2 separate regions of the Capra hircus genome follow, and region 1 is linked to region 2. The links are chromatin contacts, called in public Hi-C maps. All regions are on one chromosome and are shown on one strand. Each heading gives the region's core, a stretch centred on a gene start, on an enhancer-like site or on the middle of the called end of the contact. The rest is flanking DNA. Distances are from core to core; before and after follow the strand shown. Region 1 overlaps PSD3 (PH and SEC7 domain-containing protein 3). Region 2 holds the start of LOC102169935 (arylamine N-acetyltransferase 1).

The links. A called contact is a pair of places that touch in the nucleus more often than the background predicts.
Region 1: a Hi-C map of blood shows a contact between it and region 2, with 2.1 times the contacts expected there. The contact joins the enhancer-like site here to the promoter of LOC102169935 in region 2. A contact is called at or near these places in 3 of 5 Hi-C or Micro-C datasets (blood and liver).

Annotation. Positions count from the first base shown.
Region 1 is chr27:6,906,681-6,913,176 of ARS1.2, reverse strand. The region is part of intron 8 of PSD3 (PH and SEC7 domain-containing protein 3); the gene reads left to right. Among named protein-coding and RNA genes, the nearest start is that of PSD3, 260 kb to the left of the region's middle. Within about 2 kb of position 3,161, at least 1 of the 5 cell types and tissues checked has an H3K27ac peak or open chromatin away from gene starts, as enhancers often do.
Region 2 is chr27:6,610,877-6,617,725 of ARS1.2, reverse strand. It overlaps LOC102169935 (arylamine N-acetyltransferase 1), which reads right to left and starts at 3,568. Exons shown (of 5, transcript XM_018042099.1): 1 at 3,500-3,568; 2 at 2,192-2,517; 3 at 1-28.

The DNA.
Region 1 (6,496 bases), core at 1,912-4,411, 300 kb before region 2:
TATTGTAAACAAGAAAAAGGATAACTCCTTTTCTTGTTCTCCTCTTTAAGAAAGGCGAGCGGAGCTGTATGGGGTCCTTAAGATGGACTGAGGGGGACAAGCCTCTGTTTAACAGGGCAGTAAAATGTCTTGCGGAAATGAAGGTACCGGGGTTCAGTCCCACAGCGTGAGCCTTGAAGTGAGTGTCAGAGTCTGACACTAATTCAGCTTGGCGTGGGGCCGGCCAGCCAGCATGCCGTCCTAGCCTCTGTTTTCCTGTTACCAGTGAAGCAGGCTCTCACTGCTTTCCTCTTTCATCCTGTGACCCCCTTCTCCCCTCACTCAGTTTCTTAATCTGACTATCAGCTGAAGGAGACACTTTGATTATGCTTGTCCACACGTGACATTGACCCAAGCCAGTGGGTCCCAGCGCCGGGGATCTTCTTCACGTCGGCTGTCCTGCGGTCCTAGCCATACACGATACTTGTGTGTTTACTCTGTTCAGACTGAGAAGATGTGTGAGAAAGAAGAAAAGAATCTAGTAACAGTCTGACTCTTTTTTCCAGGTTGAATATGTCATAGAACTTCTGGAGAAGTAGCCAGAGTTGCAGGCATTTGTTTCTGTTAAGGGGGCCTCCCTGGTGGTTCAGTGGTAAAGAATCCGCCGGCCAGTGCAGGGGATGTAGGTTCAGTCCCTGGGTTGGGATGATCCCCTGGAGAAAGAAGTGGCAGCTTGTTTCAGTATTCTTGCCTGGAGAATCCCACAGACAGAGGAGCCTGGCAGGCTATACAGTCCATGGGGTCGCAAGAGTCAGACATGACTTAGCGATTAATAAACTACTACCACCATTTCTGTTAAAACTGGATTGGTTTCTAAAAAGCTAATATTGTTTTAATAATACTTTCAAATAAACATGTATCTTATTAATCACAATAATTTGAAACATAGCATTAAATAAAGGTGTGAGGTTTGTTATTTATTCAGATAACTCCACATGCTTGATACACAAACAGGACACCCTGGGGTATCCTGTGCATGGGTTCAGAACCCCAGGTCTTGGATTCGCTCATCTTCCATGTTTAAAGAATTGAAAAGAGATTAAGAGATTACCACACTTCTTTTTGGCAATTGGAATATAAGAGAGAGTTTATATAAATGAATGGTTTAGTATTATCTTGATATATGCCAATCATACATAATTAACAACTAGTTATAGTGGCAGAATTACATATGAGGGAGAAAATGATAAATACAAATCTCTCTGTATCTTCAAAATCATGTTTTTAGTGATTATTAGTTCTCAGCTTTGTTTTGAAAAGTGTATGCTCCATATTGGAGATTGTCATTTAAGTTTTGTATATTAGACTTTTTAATTCTTGTATACAATGAATACTGTTACAAGACTGTTGAATATATAGTAGCTGTCATAAAAACTAACCGTGTGAAAATGTGTTTCTCTTCTTTTCCTCCTCTGGATTCTTTTTAAAAATAAATTTTCCTTCCAGGTGGTAAGTTTTTAATCCATAATTTTGGATGTAGTGTCTCTTGCATCATGATTACCTGAATTATGGTGCAGTGTCTGACTTACTAGCATGGCTCCTATGAAAGTGAATCATTCATAAAGACTATAAAGTGAATTATTTCTAATATCTCCACCTTTCACCCTCTCCTTATTCACCTCTCATTACTTAGTCCAGAGCCAGAGTAATCCTCTTGGGAATGAACTAATAATCCACTTCCCTTTTCTTCCCTGCCATTGTGTCTTAACCGCAGTGTAATGGCATGACCTTTCTAAGAAGTGCTGAGACAAGCCTGCGCTCACGCTCTCGGTGGGGAGGGTGTAACCTGGGAGGTTCTCTTAAGGCCGCTCATCGGGAATCTTCCTGTGCCATGGAACGACATGTTGAAAACGCATTGGCGTGGGCCTTTGTTCTTCCTGCTAATCTCACTAATGAAATGGGGGAAGGCGTACTAACAGCGAGTCTAATACCGTGCTGTATGTTGGAATGCTTTCCCAGCTTCCCCTTTTCTAGTTTATTCTGTCGTTAAACAAACACTTTAGTGTTCATGCTCCACTCCAAGTTTGCTGCCATCTGGGTAAGGATCAGAAGTCAGATCGAGCGGTGTTGGTAGGCTCACCACCCTTCGCCAGGTTGCCTACAGAGGTGGTGAGGGCTATCTGAGGTGCTGCGGTGGAGAAGCACTGGGGGAGGGGGTCTCTTAATTACATGCATTTCACTAAGTGGGCCGCAGAAACGCAGTCTGCAATATATACAGTATTTTTGGGAGAAATTCATTGCGATGTTATAGTCATTTCATTGGAACTAAAGAATAGTGATTCCCTCTGTACCTACTTTAAAAAATGTGAATGATTTTTATCATTATTATACCAATAATATGGACTTACTTTTACTTACCTGCAAGTGGTTTACTAACCTTTTAAGTAAGTATTTTCTAACTGTGGTCACTTTTGCCAAGTAATCTCTTTTTTTTTAAATGCCCCTTCGTCTATGAAGTCTGTATGTGAGTTAGACTTTTGTACATACAGATCACTTTCTATCAAAACAGTAAACATTTATTTTTCTCTTGTTCTGTTGGACAAGTTATACTGAGTATTGTTACTATCAACAAGCAGAGAATTGAAACTCTATTTTTTAAAGCCTTACATTTTATTGGAAATAGTGTGAATAAAATGATTTATCCTGTTAGAATACATTCATACCTTTTCCTTTTCTGGGCTACTCTGCAGGTATGCTCTATTAACTTAGAGTATCTCTCTTGTCCTCCATTCATATTCAAAATCCAGCCTCTTGAATCCAAGACTGAAGGCAGGCAGCAGGGCTGGGACAGTGGTCGGGAGGACTGGACCCTGAAATGGGAGGAAGTTTCAGAAGAAGAACTGAGATGCAGTAGAGAGTGGGGTAGGCGGAAGCATAGGAGTTGGCCAGTTTCTCAGCTGAAGGTCCGAAGCAATCCACAAGACAGTGCTGCCCAGGTCAGGCCACGGTCAGAGGCAGCAGCCAAGGCATTGCTGTCGATCAAGATTTTGCGACAAAATCCGCCCTTTAACACCACAGCTCGGGATTTTCAGTGACAATTTTTATCTGAAGTGTGTCTGTGCTTTGTGGCAGAGCCAGGCCCCCAACCACCCCACTCCACCCCGCCCCCACCATGCATGGGGGTGGGGAGGGGGGTGTGGTCCTTCTGGAGCCTGTCTGGGCTGGGCGCCTGCGGATGCCCTGTCCTTGGGATCCTCGGCCTGCTGCTCATTACCTTCAGGTTTGTTGCACAGGGCAGGACCTTACTGGTTTTTTGAGGGGTTGAGTTATGGGTTAGATAAGGGGTAAAACCACAGCAAGGACACTGTACTGGTATAGGAGAGAAAGAAGTCAAGGAATACAGTACAGCTTTTATGATAGGATAATGTCAAAAAGTTGTGTAGTTCCATTGGAGATAGCTCTTAGGAACTCATTATGTTTCAATTTGTAAACTGTGTGAATAATTGTGATAATTCAAAGATGGGCTCTCTAGGACACTGAAATTTTGAAGGCTGGGTTAAATAAATATTTGGTTATTATCAGAAGTGGAAAATGACTGTTGTAAGACTTGCAATTGAAGAATTTTAATGCTTTTCCTTTTCATGTCGTGCTGTCTCATCTCTCCACCCTCAGGAGCAGCACAGATCTCCGTGAGGTTGCTAGGTAGTCATTTTACACCTCAGGAAACCTCTGTGGGCGCCTGCGGTTGCCGTCCTGGTAGCTGACATCTGCCCCCTCCTGTGGTGCGGTGGTCTCTGTGGACCCCTCTTCGTGTCCCTGCAGCCTTGTTCCTCGGTCCCTCTTCCAGGAGAGCCAGCCCTGGCTGCAGTTTCTTTTTCTATCTGACCCCTGTCCCTCTGTGGACCTCCAGCCATGGGTGATCTTTATCTCCAGTAAGCCTCCTTGCCTTGGAGTCCTCTTTTACAGCCCTTGGTGCTGCGTCCTTCCTTTTCCGGTTGGACTCTGCAGCCGCAGTGACTCTTCCAGGCTCTCATCACTTCAGACTGGCAACTGCCTGGAATTTTAGTAGGAATCCTTACTTAAGTGCGTCAGAGTCAATCACGCACGGGGGCATCTTCCTGGCTTTCCTCACTCCTCAAGATGACGGCCTCCCTTTCCATTTTCCTTCCCTGCATTTCTTCCTCCCTGTCCCTACCCTCTTCTCTTTCTTTTTGGCAGTTCTGCTTTTCTTAGAATCGGGTCATACTTATAAAACACAGCGGGTGTAGCTTTCCAGTTGAGTCAGTGGGGCTCATTTAGGGACCTCAGATCCTCTCACTGGCACATTGTTCAGCCACTCCACCCTTCTCTCTCTTACCAGGATGTGTTTTCACATTTGCACAGATCATTAGTACAAGGTGATAAAGGAAAGCAGACTGAACTCTCATTAAGGCAGGGTTGGCTCTTTCCTCCCGCAGATAGTTTGGGGAAGAGGGGGAATGAGGAAGAGGAAGGGGATAGGAACCTCCGACCTCTGACCCTCTTATTTACTTTAATGTCTGTCTTTCTAGACAATCATGTTAGAAGCAGAGATCAGTCTTTGAATTAATAATGAGAACAGTCTATTCCTTTATCTTCTCAAATTTTAGAGAAACTAATTTTTATGAAGCAGTAATAAAGCCAGCTACTAAATAATTCTCAAGCTTTTTGTTCTCAGGTCCCTTTATACTCTTATATTTTGAGGGCCACCAAAAAACTTTTACTTATATCTGTTAATATGTACCGTATTAAAAACTAAAGTTGATGATTTAGAAAATTTATTGAATCACTTTAAAATAGCATTAATAAACCAATTAAATGAATAATATACTTCTGCCAGACCACCTGACCTGCCTCTTGAGAAACCTGTAGGCTGGTCAAGAAACAACAGTTAGAAACGAACATAGAACAACAGACTGGTTCCAAATCGGGAAAGGAGTATGTCAAGGCTGTATATTGTTACCCTGCTTATTTAACTTATATGCCAAGTACATCATGAGAAGTGCTGGACTGGATGAAGCACAAGCTGGAATCAAGATTGCCGGGAGAAATATCAATAACCTCAGATACACAGATGACACCACCCTTGTAACAGAAAGTGAAGAAGAACTAAAGAGCCTCTAGATGAAAGTGAAAGAGGAGAGTGAAAAAGATGGCTTAAAGCTCAACATTCAGAAAACGAAGATCATGGCATCTGGTCCCATCACTTCATGGCCAATAGATGGGGAAACAATGGAAACAGTCAGAGACTATTTTGAGGGGCTCCAAAATCACTGCAGGTGGTGACTGCAGCCATGAAATTAAAAGATGTTTGCTCCTTGGAAGAAAAGCTATGACCAACCTAAATAGCATATTCAAAAGCAGAGATATTACTCTGCCAACAAAGGTGTGTCTAGTCAAGGCTATGGTTTTTCCAGTGGTCATATATGGATGTGAGAGTTGGACTATAAAGAAAGCTGAGCACCGAAGAATTGATGCTTTTGAACTGTGGTGTTGGAGAAGACTCTTGAGAGTGCCTTGGGTAAGGAGATCCAACCAGTCAATCCTAAAGGAAATCAATCCTGAATATTCACTGGAAGGACTGATGCTAAAGCTCCAATACTTTGGCCCCCTGATGTGAAGAACTGACTCTTTTTAAAAGACCCTCATGCTAGGAAAGATGGAAGGTGAGAGGAAAAGGGGGCAACAGGATGAGATGGCTGGATGGCATCACTGACTCGATGGACATGAGTCTGAGTGAACTTTGGGAGTTGGTGATGGACAGGGAGGCCTGGCATGCTGCGATTCATGGGGTCACCAAGAGTCGGACACGACTGAGCCACTGAATTGAACTGATGAGTAATAATTATACTTAAACAAAATTTAGTGAAAAAATAAGCATTTAAAAATTTTTGAAAATCTCTTTCATGTTTGGTTTAATAGTAGACTGCTAGATTCTCTGCTTCCACATTTTGTCACAGTATATCACAAGTCAGGTAGCTTCTAGAATACTCCACTGTAACTTACGAGAGAGACTGAAAAATGTTTTTAATAATTTTCAGTTATTATGAAAATAGGTTTGACTTCATGGATATCCTGAACAGAATCCCTGAACCGTTCTTTGAGAATCACTGTGTTACAATAGTATTTTCAGTTGCCGTACATATTTCTTTTCTTCATGCTATTTCTGGCTCCTTTTTCAGTGGCAATGTATTATAGAAGTGCTGGGGGAAATCCCAGTAATATTTCAGGTATCTCTAAAGGTTGAACTTTTAGCACACTAGCTTTGTGTTTGGGGTTTATGAATGAGTACTTTGAATATCACAGTTACAGCTTCCTGGTTTGTAAATTTACAAAGGATCCTGTTTTTTGCCAGCTAATCATGTGCATTAAAAACTGGACACCTGAGGGCAGCAGAACACAGTTAAGCTTGTTTGATAGAGACGCACAGGAAACCCAAGCCAAGAAGCAGCTTTCAGCAGAGCTCCAGAGCTGAAGCCATTACCAAGTCAGCAGCGTG
Region 2 (6,849 bases), core at 2,319-4,818:
TGGGGGCTCCTGGAGTGGCTCTGCCCTCCTGTGTGGAGAATCAGACATGTCGGGGACTTCGTGTCCTCTCAGGACTGCCCTTCATGGGGACTTACCGGCGAGATGTTCTGAAAACCCCGGTGCCTTGCCTTGAATCGAGAAAAGACTTTTGAGTTGTGATTCCCACCTGGGCTGGCACTGGGGCTTGCCCAGGCACCCTTCCTTCATGAGGCACTTGCTCACCAGGCTGGACTCAGGTCTGAACCTGCGGAACCTGACAAATCACGTCAGTGGCCACCGGGGAGAGCTCTGTGGGAGAAAGCTAAGATGGACAGGATGAGGCAATTTCTAGAGGGCCCTGAAAGGCAGGCCAGAGAAACTTCTCTGTCACCGAACAAATGCCTGTTGCTTCACTGAATGGACAAAGGCCAACAGTCACCTGGCTGCTGCAATGTACCCCTAAGTGTCACGGTTCTTCAGTTACCGATTACCTCTTTGATGTAGCCCCGGAGAGCGGGTTGAGATGAAGACCTCAGCTCCCAGCCTGGGGTCTCTACATCTTTCATGTCCTGCAGTGGTTTCAATTTTATTTTACTGTATATTTTATTTTTGAGCTAGAGAAATCCTGATTCTTTCCCCAAACAAAATTGTAAGCCAAAGTATAAAATAGAATAATTGAAAACAGGTTGGTCCAGAGGCCATCCGGCCCTGAGATGCTGCCCTCATGGCTCAGGGGTGCAAGCAGCCGGGGCGGTCACGGGCCGAGGTGGTCATGGGCCGAAGTGGCGTCTTCCATCCCAACTGCCCGCATTTCAGACATGACCGCCTGGAAGAGCCCGAGACGGTGCGAGCGAGTGGATTTTCCTCCTGTGTGTGTTTCATATCCTGTCTGTTTCCTTTGCTCTGTTTCAGTGATGGCATCCCACTGGACTGACACTAAGACTCACTCCCAACCCCAGGGCAGAGGGGCGTCTGCCTGACTCTGGGATGGAAGGGAGCTGCAAGGCCAGCCCTGCTCAGAGGCCGTCGGACACCCCGCCTTAGTGCACAGAAGGCCCGTGGCTCCGCCAGGGCCCCGCGCTGGAGCCGCAGAGTCTGGCAGGTACTGCGGGGACCGCTGAGCAGGCCCCTGGAGCCCGGCTAGACGGCAGAAGCCGAACAAAGCCAGACTCCGGGACAGAAGTACGAGGGAGTTGATAGTTTAGAAAAACAACCCTCCTTTTGAGGGAAGGAATGGAGGAGGAACTAAAGTGAGGTCCCAGGGGCAGGGAGTGAGGCGCCGAAGTCACACTCTGGGCCACAAGCAGGGGCAGTCTCTCCCACCAGCCTTTCTGCCGTGACTGAAAGTGTTAGTTGCTCAGTCGTGTCCGACTCTTTGGACACCATAGACTGTAGCCCTCAAGGCTCCTCTGTCCATGAGGTTCTCCAGGCAAGAATACTGGAGTGGGTTGCCGTGCCCTCCTCCAGGGCAGCTTCCTGACCCAGGGATGGAATCTCTGTCTCCTGCATTGCAGGCAGATTGTTTACCGTCTGAGGCACCAGACGGGAAGTCCATCATGACTGAACAAATTATTAAAAATTGGTGTGACAATCACACGACCTAAATAAACTATTTAAAGTGAACAGTTCAGTCCTTTGGTACCTTCACAACTTGGTGCAGCCACCCTTCTGTTCAGTTCCGAACTCTCTCACTCCCCCAGTAAGACCCCAGACTCGTGGGCAGGTACTCCCCAGCCCCTCCCGCCTCTGCAGCCACCAGGCACCTTCCTGTCTCTCTGAGGGCTTCCATCTTCAGCCGCTGCGAACAGTGCTGCAGACAGAATCTGTGCCCAAGTGCATTTTCCTGTATCTGATTTCCATTCACTGGGTATGTGCTTAGACTAGAGCTGCCCAGCTGAAGAGCTGGATTTAGGGACGCTTCCATGGCTTTTCTTTCCCTGTGCTCTGGGTTTCTTTTCCTCTCCTTCCCACCCCCTTCCCTTTGATGTTCAGTCGCTCAGTCGTGTCCGACTCTTCGCTATCCCATAGACTGTACGCCACCACACTCCTCTGCCCATGGGATTTCCCAAGCAAGAATACTGGAGTGGGTTGCCATTTCCTTCTCCAGGGGATCTTCCCAACCCAGGGTTCGAAACTGTGGCTCCTGCATTGCAGGTGGATTTTTTTTTTTTGCCGTGAGCCACCAGGCAAGCCCTCCCTTCCCTTTTCTTACCTGTTTTTTTTTGGTGTCGAAGCTTACTGCAAGGACCTGTGAACCAGCCCAGTCCTAGGGGGTAAGTGGCCAGCCCAGTAATCTTCTGGATGAAAAAAAAGAGGTTGCCTGGCAAGCCAAGCCCACAGCCCCTCTTCACAATGCTGAGAGCGCAGGCAGCCTGCAGAGCCGCCCGTCCAAGGAGAACAGCCAAGGAAGGTCAGACTCCGTCAGTGGAAAGGTCTGAGTGTTTGTTTCGCCTTTTATTCTCTTTTGAGGAGAAGTAGAAACTCAGATTTGTGGCTGTAATCTGCCTGTTTTTACAACTGGCTCTGAACAGTTGAAACCTGTCAAGGCCAAACAAAATAAGTCTCTGGGTGGGATGGAACTATATATACAGTTGGCAGGTTTTCTGAGTGTGTGTGGGGGGGTGGGGTCAGCTTTTGTGTGGCTGACAAGATAAACAGTGACTCAAGGGAAGGGAGAGTTCGGTGATCAGAGAGCAAGCAGACATATGGTTTTCGTGGGTGCAGGGCAGGGCAGGGGAGCAAAGTCCAGAGCAGGGAGCTCACAGGGCCCCTGGCTTCAGAGCCGTCCGCCTCCACAGGCTCCTCTCTCCTGCAGAACTCTGCGCATCAGTGCCCAGGGAATGCTGTCGCCTGCCTGATGGTGAGACAGTTGTTCCTGGCGTCTGTGGCCCCTGGAGACCCTTGGGCCCCTCCTTCTATCCAGAGAAAACCTCCCCAAGAATTCCCTTATACTGTGCAGACGACGCAACCCAGCCTCCTTGGGTGTTTTGGGACCAATAGAGAACTTCTGATCCCTTAATGCCAGAGGAGCCGGAGGGGTCCTGAACTTGCAGCCTGCAGGACCGACTGAGCCCTTTGGGACACGCCCAGTTAGGTTCAGAGAAGGTGGACATCACTGTGGCAATTGTCCGAGAGGAGGACCCTGTCCTCTGAAACACGTGTTGTATGCATTAGCCATCTTTTATATATTCCTTTAATCCCCACAACAGACTTTGTAAGAAAGCTCTCTTATTAGCCCCAGCGTTCTGAGGGATAAACTGACATTTAGAGATGCTTCTGTGTCCTGCCGAGTCTTCCCAGCTGGCGTGTTGGGTGGCTGTGACGCTAACCCTGACAGCTGCAGTGGGGGTCTGTGACCCCTCTGTGATCCTGCACAGCACTTACGGCGTGAGCACGTGCCAGGCAAACTTCCTGAACTGTCCCGAGACCTGAAATTCAGGCCTGTGGAGTCTCCAGTCTCCGGGACTCACATTTGAAACAGGATCAAGCCCCAATTTCCAAGCATAAACAGGTCACTCACCGAGCTCTCTGGGGCCCACGACCAGGAACCAGGGTGACAGCCACCCTCCCACTTCCTGGCCCAGCCCAGGAAGAGCCCTCCTTCCTGCCTGCGAAGTGCTCCGCCCCCTGAGTCTAGTTACCGGCACCCCGGAGCTCTGGGAAATGTAGTCTTGGGGACTTGGGTTGACCCTGTGCCCCTCCTGTTCCAATGTACCCTGGTGAGCCAAGGCCCCAGGGTTCAAAGGGGAGGGACCTTGTAGTCCAGACAGTTCTTACTCTCAGGCAGCCTGAACATGGATGTCCTGTGTGTGCTGTGGGAGGTTAGGGTTTTGAGAGGCTCCAGGAAGTGCAGACCCATTAGCCTAGAGGAGCAGGAGGACATGGATGTTTTAAATCACCATCCCCCCAGGTTATGACAGCATTTCCTCATCAATTGCCAGGAAGCCCCTAACTTTCTATTCTTTCTCCCCCAGAGGCTCTGTGTAACGTGGTCTACATTTGTCCACATAGAAGTTATGGGAGTGACATACAGAATATACTTTCGCTTCTGTGTTTCTAATTTATGTTAATGACATTAGCCTATCACTCTTGCTGTCTCTAATGCATTTCCCTCTGTGTTATTGTTGCTTAGTTGCTAAGTTATATAAGACTCTTTTGAGACCCCCATGGACTTGTAACCTGCCAGGTTCCTCCATCCATGGGATTCTCTGAGGCAAGACTACTGGAGTGGGTTGCCATTTCCTTCTCCAGGGGATCTTCTGGATCCAGGGATCGAACCTGGGTCCCCTTCGTTGGTGGATTCTTTGCCACTGAGCCCCTCAGGAAGCTTCATTGCCCTCTACGCTTTATTTCTGTGACTATCTTCATGACACAAGTGTTGCCTTCTGCTCTCTCAAGCACTGAGAGTTCTAGTCCGTGCCTCTGGTATGACTTAACATGAACTTGGGACTCTCTGCCTGAAGGCTTTCTCTTGGCCTCTGCTTGGGCAGGTCAGATGGGCCTTCGACTAACAGCCCTGGAATACCACTCAGCCCTGAAATGGGAGTGGGAGCATCCGTTTCTAAGCGTAAGCAGGGCCTGGCACTGATATTTCCGCTGCTCTAGACAACTGCATGGACACTGCATCCAGAGCGTGTGTGTGTCAGTTGCTCAGTCGTGTCCAACTCTTTGCGACCCCGTGGACTGTAGCCCACCAGGTTCCCCCGTCCCTGTGATTCTCCAGGCAGGAACACCAGAGTGGGGTGCCCTTTTCTTCTCCAATGTCTATTCTATATGAGGGTAACCCCATTACTTTTGGATGCCTCATATCCACAGAGCATCTGCATCAGGTATAGCAGTTAAAAAAAAAAGAAAAAGAAGTAGCTTTAATGTGTTACTGACAAAGCACTGTGATTAAAATGATGTATTTTATACAAAGCAGAATCTCCTGAATTCGCAGCTTATGTTACTCAAAGTGTCGCAGACTCACTTGCATCATTATCACCTAGGGTTCCTGTTACACGTGTAGGTAAGCGGTAATCACTCACAGCTGGTGAGCCAGAATTGGATCTGCAGGTTTAACAAGCTCACAGGCTGAAGCTGATGCACGCCGATATCCTTTGGTGGTTTCCCTTTAAGACGGCTAACGTTCAAGTTCAATCCAGATTAAGTGTTAAAAAAAAATACATCTCAAATTCTTTGGAGGGTTGACGGAAGACCTTTCCACATCCTAAGATCTGGGTGTTTATTTCCCCCAGTATAATTAGCATACCTTAATTCAATGATGAATAATGGCTGCAGTCTCTACCAGCAGGGCTAAAAGTATGCAGTTTCTGTCCTGTGTGAGTTAACACATGTGGAGTTAAAATTGTTATAAGTGAAATTCCTTGTATTCATTACATTCAGTGGGCTCTTCTCCAGTGCAAAATCCTTGTTATTGACAAGGAAGAAGAGACCTGTGAAAAATCAGTCACAGAATATTCATGCAGTCATTTCTCTCCATGTGAATTCGACGCGGCTCCTTCAGTGACGGTCTTCATTTGAAATCTCCCCATGTTAGTTGATATTCACAGGCAGTGTTGCTTTGCTAATTCACATAGATTGTCTATCTTGTAGCCCCTCAGTGGTCATAGCTTTCTGATTAAGTTTTAGATCTTCTTTATGTTTCAAACTCTTTCATATCCATGAGCTATGTTAAATCAATTACCCTTTTATTGAAACTCAGGTCGCACTTTGACAAGAGTCCTCAGATTGTTCCTTCCTTCATTCAGTTCAGTTCAGTTGCTCAGTCTTGTCCAACTCTTTGTGACCACATGGACTGCAGCACGCCAGGCCTCCCTGTCCATCGCCAATTCCCGGAGCGTGCTCAAACTCATGTCCATTGAGTGGTGATGCCAGCCAACCATCTCATCCTCTATCGTCCCCTTCTCCTCCCGCCTTCAATCTTTCCCAGCATCAGGGTCTTTTCCAACAAGTCAGCTCTTCACATCAGGTGGCCAAGGGATTGGAGTTTCACCTTGAGCATCAGTCCTTCCAATGAATATTCAGGACTTACTTCCTTTAGGATGGACTGGTAGAATCTCCTTGCAGTCCAAGGGACTCTCAAGAGTCTTCTCCAACATCACAGTTCAAAAGCATCAATTCTTCGGCACTCAGCTTTCTTTATAGTCCAACTCTCACATCCATACGTGGATCCTGGAAAAAGCACAGCTTTGACTAGACGGACCTTTGTTGGCAAAGTAATGTCTCTGCTTTTTGATATGTTGTCTAGGTTGTCCAGCTCTGTTGGTGTCAGCCATGTGACTGGGGTCTAATTTTAAGACGATGACACTGCTGCTTGCTGATCGCTACTGCGGTGTCCGTGTCTCTTGGGTAACTGTTTCTCTGCGATTCATTTCATCTAAACCTCTGTCTTCTCTCATCTAACCTGTGTCTGCTCTGAGGGAGATTCCTGGATTCTCTCTTTAGGGTCTTTGAACCTAATATTTAGGTCTTCCCTGTAGCTCAAACAATAAAGAGTTTGCGTGCAATGCAGGAGACCTGGGTTCAATCCCTGGGTGTTGGGAAGATCCCCTTGAGGAGGGAATGGCAATCCACTCCACTACTCTTGCCTGGGGAGCCTTGGACAGAGGAGATTGGTGGGCCATAAAGGGGTGACAAAGTCAGACATGACTGAGCAACTAACACTAACCTAATGTTAATCAAGAGCATCCTGTCCCACACCCTAAAGGGAGTCAAAGCGAAAAGAGGAAGTTAGTCACACAGTCGTGTCTGACTCTTGGCGATCCCATGGACTGTAGCCCACGAGGCTCCTCCGTCCATGGGATTCTCCAGACAAGAGTACTAGAGTGGGTTGCCATTTCCTTCTCCAGGGGATCTTCCTGATCCAGG